2 separate regions of the Ovis aries genome follow, and region 1 is linked to region 2. The links are chromatin contacts, called in public Hi-C maps. All regions are on one chromosome and are shown on one strand. Each heading gives the region's core, a stretch centred on a gene start, on an enhancer-like site or on the middle of the called end of the contact. The rest is flanking DNA. Distances are from core to core; before and after follow the strand shown.

Region 1 (2,912 bases), core at 270-2,769, 83 kb before region 2:
ATAACTTGATCCTTGGAAACGGAACGATTTCTAGGTCATCTAATTCCTTCACTTTACAGGTGCAGAGAATGCGAAACACTTGAGAACGGCCAACATTTGGAAGCTGGCCTGATACAACTGGACCGGTAGTAATGCTATGAGATGATAAACCTGGCCGTCTTAGCTGGCTTTGTGTTCCTCTGTTAAATATAATTTCAGAGAACAATTAACGGTAGACAAAGCCATTCTGAGACCATGACAGAGCAATACAAAAGCAATACCCCTCCTTAATTACATTTGAACACAGATAAAACATATACATTGTCCAAACCATAAAAAATGACCAAACATCCCCCAGCCTGGCTAATGAGGGACTCCTGCTTCTCTACCAATTAGAGTTTTAGCCTCATTCTAGCATTCTTTCTTTCTAGGTAAGGTTTATTGGGATAGCCAATCAGAGAATTACCCCACTTCCTGACAGCATCTTATCTAGAATAAAGCCCCACTTCCTTAAACCCTCTTCCAAACCACCTGACAACTCCTTCTGAGATGCTCTACGGTTCTTCGTGGTGTGTGTCCTCCCTTCCCGCACCCAGTAGTAAACTCCACTTGTTCAGCTATGGGTGTGCCTTTGCTCCCCTTTGTTAGAGGGTACTGACAGACGACAACGTTCACACAGAGCTGAAGGCAGAATTCACTGGAAGGCGTCTCCAGCTGTATTCCTTCTTAGCACCTGTCACTCCTGCGATTAATGCCTGTCTTCCCCTCCCTGGAATTAAGCTCCTTCAGCAGAGAGGCCTTGTCTGTAAGGTTCAGAGTTGAATTTCCAGTGCCTACCCTGGTACCCAGCAGAGGCTGGAAGTTTGGAAACATATTTTCTGAACAAATCAATGAAAGGGGCTCAATATACACGGATCCCCTTTCATTTCTCAGTTCCTCCCGGTACGTGGTGTATATAGACCATAAACCTTCTCCTCCCCTACTAACTTTCCGACACGCCTAGGACGCCTACCCGTCTGCCTGAGATTCTGCCGTTCGTGGGCCGCTCTCCCACGCCTGAGCCCCAAGACCACCCCCTCCTGTCGCACGTCGAACCCACCTGTCGTCCACACCTCACCCTATCGTAAACGCTAGCGGACCAGTCGCGCCGCTACTTCAGCGTCGAGTGGGCGCTGCAGACATCGAGCGCGCATGTGCGGAAATCGGTCGCAGTATCTCTGACAAGTGAAGAGTTGCCTCGGAGTTTCGGTGCCGGTCCGGGTAGCCTCGGGCTGCCAGGAAGTCAGGAGCAGGCAGCCGGAAGGAGAACCCGAGAGCAGGGCTTTCTGGGACATGTAGTTGGGCCGCTGCCCAGGCCCCACTTTGAGAGAGCCCTTAAATCTTCAGGTCTGCAGGTCTCGCATTCACAGTCCAGTGCTGCTTTCCGCTCCGAATTCCGCTTCGAGCAGCCGGGAGAGAGTGGCCTGCTGCCGGACTCTCGTCCCCACAACGCTCTGCGTCGCTCGCGGCGCCTGCCGGGAGCTGTAGTCCTCGCTCTGCGTACTGCGTTCGCCGAGGGGGAGGGCGGAGCTGCCGGCGGCCCGGGCGGGCTGGCAGCGAGAGTGGGTGCGAGAGCCGCCTCCGCCTCTGCCGCCTCCGCCGTCGCCTCCTCCGCCCGGGCCGTTCGCTGCTGCGCGGGGAGAGCGAGGCGGGGCCGCCGGGGCCGCCATGGAGCCCGACTCGGTGATTGAGGACAAGACCATCGAGCTCATGGTGAGTGCGGCCCGCTGGACCGTCCGTTCTTCCGTCCGACCGGCCCCGGGCGGGCCTGCCCACCTCAACGTCCGGCGCGAGGCCAGCCCTGGCCCTTCCCTGCTGCCTCGGCCCGGACCTGGGCCCCCCGCCTTGCCTGGCCTCTGGCCCGGCGCGGTTCCTCCGGATCCCTCGAGCTCACAGGCCGGACCCGGCCCGGCCCCCTCCATGCCCCTCGGTTTTCCTCCCACCCTCCCTCCCTTCTATCTCCGGGCCCGTCCCTCGAACGACCCTCGCTGGCTTAGGCTGTGGCCTTAGCTCACACTCACTCTAGCATCCCGGTTCCCTCTTTAGAAGGTTTTGTTTTTTTTTTTTCCCTTCTCTGTTTCTCCAGTCCAGGCCTGCATCGCTCTTGCCAGCCCCACTCAGGCCGAGTGAGATGGTGATGGGAGAGGGTACTGAGTAGATCTCCAGGGCCGTAGCCTCCGCATCCCGGAAGGGGTCTCAGCACCCTCGTCTCGACCTAGGGCTGTATTGATGCCGGCATCGGCCCTATGGGGGAGGAGGTGGAGAGCTTTCGGGTTGGAGGCTGTGACCGAAAAGGGGCCTCTTTCCCGGCCCCCTGTGGTGTCCGGCTTCTCGGACAAAGGGTTTCCTACTCGGCCGAGAGGGATGTTTGCAGAGCAAGGCCGTAGGTACTCTGGATTCCATCTCCCTGGAAAGAGAAACTGTAACTTCACGTTTTCCTGAGCTGCTTTGGGAAAATTGGGGAGGAGGGGGGAGGGGCTGTCCTCATCACTGCCGCCAGTTCTTTCTTCTAGAAAAAAAAGGAGAGGGGAGCCTACGGCCCAGGGGAAGCGATCTCTCTTCTGTTTAGAAACCTTTGGTAGCCAGGCCAGACTCTCTGAACCCACCAACACCCCAGCCCCCTTCCGCCTTAGGACTTGGATCCAGAATGGGTTTTTAGAAACAGGACCACGAGAGAGTGGCTAGTGGAAACGAAAAATTTGCTACTTGGTGGATGATTTGGCGCAAAAAGTAGAATATGGCAGCTGTTACTGCCAGTTTGAACATTAGGGAAATCAAACTGGGCTCTAGAGAGTTGGGAGGGGGAAGTCTTTGCCTCAGCAAATGAACATGCCCAGGTTTTCTTCCTGTGGAAACCTTGACAGTGTCTTTGTATCTCTCCAAACAGTAACCTC
Region 2 (2,700 bases), core at 172-2,671:
AAAAATAGAGTGCGTAGATACATACATGGCGCATAGAGCTTCCTTCTGAGCCGCAAGAGTGGCATGACAGGTAGCGGCTGCTTTTCTGGACAAGTTTGTCTCCTCTTTTTCCAGATGAATGCTTCTGGGTTTCCACTGATCTCGTTCTCCAGCAGTATGTTGGGTAACACTAAGGGGAAGAATTGTAGGCTAGGTTAGGGGGGGACAACTCGAAGGTGTTTGATGTGCCTGTGACAGTCATTGCTCCATGTATTTATCTCTAGTTTATGCAAGTACTAATTGGCAGACTAAACCTAGGCTTCTCTGCTTGGTCTGATCTCAAACGTGTCACCTCCTCCTGCTCCCTGACTGTGTTTGAGATTTCTCCTCTGGCTCGATGTGCTGTCTTTTTTTATTTTTTATTTTTTTAATGTTCGTGGAAAATCAAGTGTTGTTTGTTGGTTGGTCTGTTTGATGTGTCGAAGGTGAAAAGGTGTTTATTTAATATTTCTAATTTTTTTGTACTTTTTGGAATTTTATTCATTATATAAAAGTACACATTATCCTTTTTATAGATTTTTGCCTTTTAGAGAGGTTTAAAGCCCTGTGTGTTATTTATTGGTTTAACTTGAGTATTGCTCTCCTTGCAGTAATGACTTTCGCTTTCCTTTTAATTTGATTTTTCCTGTTAACATGTTTTTGCTTATTGCCTTTAGCCTTTTTGTGTGATTTTTGTTATGCTTACCATTGTGGGCAGGGGAATGCCCGGATTCAATTTCGTTTTATTAAAAAAATGCTGGTTATAGCCCATTAAATTGATTTCATAGGCTACAGCCAGCAGTTGGAAAACACCTGAGAGAAGTATTTTTCTGTATAGAAAGTTCATTTATTTCTGAGTACAGCAGACCTAGATCTGAGCCCCACGTTTCTTATTTACTGGGTAACTCTTAGCCAGTTACTTCTTTCTCTGACCCTCAATTTCTTCTGTAAAATTGGAATATCTACTTTCATATTTTTTCTGAAGAGCAAAAGATAATGTAGGAAACAAGCCTGGTGCAGGGACTAAATAAAGCTGTCTGATAGCATTTTGCACCATGAATCTGTTGCCCTTAATTTCTTAAATCCAAAAATTTAAAACCACAGGAGAGAACGGTAGAAGGCCCCCATGTTTTCTGAGGCCTTTCCTGAGGTTTGCAGTTTTGCTTTGGTTTCTGTTTTTGCTTTACCTCAGGAGTAAAGATGTTTCTGATATGAATCTTACACTGATAAGCATTTACCATGAAGCCAGAATGCAGAATTTGTAGCATTTTAAAAGTAGGAAGTTGATTCCTCTTATGTAACTCTTTAAAGTAGAGAATTTTCCAAGTGAAGCATATTCTGTGTTAGTTGGTGGCACCTACTGGCAGAGATGAATCACTGCTTAGAGCCTGCCTCGCCTTTCTAGAGACTAACCCCATGTGGCAGGCTGGGGAGGTGACTGGAAACAGGAGAGGAATGCATTGTGTGTAGCAAAGTGGACATTCCCTTTGCCCCCAGAAAGGGTTTGTCTGGTGAAATCGGAGGAGGGGGGTCATGCCGTGTTACTGCCCTAGTCAGGGTTGTGCAGCGCTCTTATTAAGAGCTTGTGAAAGGGGGTGGCCATATCCAACAAATTTGGGAAAGCTAGGTTAAACTAACCTAGCCTCACTTTTTAACTAAGAGGTATTACTAAAGAGATATCTTTAGTGTCTCTTTTCTGATCAACTTATTTTTTATCGAAGGATAGTTGCTTTGCAGAGCTCACCTCTAGTGTCTTGATGAGGTGTGCCATCGTCTCTGGGAGTGGGGTCGGGGCACCGCTCATGTGACGCACCACGTTTGTCAAACATAATTAGGCCATAGGATCCTGTTCTCTCTGAGCATCGCTTGTGTTAACCTGGAATACTCTTTGGAAATGATCTTCTGGTTAGTGTAGCTTGAGAGGAGCATTTTCATTTTGGCATCTTCTCCTGAAAGTGACCAAGTGAAGGTGCTCAGTCGTGTCCGACTCTTTGCGACCCCGTGGACTGTAGCCTACCACGCTCCTCCATCCACGGGGTTTTCCAGGCAAGAGCACTGGAGTGGATTGCCATTTCCTTCTCCAGAGGACCTTCCTGACCCGGGGATTGAACCCAGGTCGTCTGCATTGTAGGCAGACGCTTTACCGTCTGAGCCACAAGGGAAGTCCTTTTATAAGAGAAGGAACAGATATTAGATTCTCATGGTATTTGGTAGTTTGGAAATACCTCGTGTTGGGGCAGAGTCTGTTAACAGAGGTATCAGTGCTATTTCCTTAGGATGGTGGTACTACATGGACTACATCATTTTGCCATAGCAGTAATTTTAAAGCAGAGATAGACATAAAAATTACTGGGAGAACTTTAAATCAAAGTGAAGCACATGAACCTAGGCTCCATCCACCCTGGCCTCCTGTTTGGTCAAAGACATGCTTTGTTATTTTATCACATTTGAGACACCTTCAAGATCTAATGAAAACTGGATCTTTCTGGAGGAATGTATACACACTTCCGTGTATGACTTCATGATATGTATCACCCTCATGCATACCCCAAAGCCCAAGAATCTCTAGTATAAAGAACTTCTTATATCAAGGTTTCCTGTATAGGAATTGAATGGCAAGCAGGATTTATCCCAGAATTTAGATACATGTGTACTCCATGAATTACTTGACCGTAGATTAAA

What was found. Hi-C and Micro-C count contacts between places; a contact is called where the count stands out from the background.
Region 1: a contact with region 2 is called in a Hi-C map of liver, with 3 times the contacts expected there. The contact joins the promoter of FBXW11 here to the enhancer-like site in region 2. A contact is called at or near these places in 7 of 16 Hi-C or Micro-C datasets (blood, hypothalamus, liver and 3 more).

Annotation. Positions count from the first base shown.
Region 1 is chr16:3,975,444-3,978,355 of ARS-UI_Ramb_v3.0, reverse strand. It overlaps FBXW11 (F-box and WD repeat domain containing 11), which reads left to right and starts at 1,519. Exons shown (of 14, transcript XM_042233672.2): 1 at 1,519-1,731. LOC105602450 (a long non-coding RNA gene) reads right to left here and starts at 1,255. Exons shown (of 3, transcript XR_009596741.1): 1 at 1,079-1,255.
Region 2 is chr16:3,892,147-3,894,846 of ARS-UI_Ramb_v3.0, reverse strand. All of the region lies in intron 2 of FBXW11 (F-box and WD repeat domain containing 11), which reads left to right. Among named protein-coding and RNA genes, the nearest start is that of FBXW11, 83 kb to the left of the region's middle. Within about 2 kb of position 1,421, at least 13 of the 54 cell types and tissues checked have an H3K27ac peak or open chromatin away from gene starts, as enhancers often do. A contact at or near this core is called in liver, where this site is marked.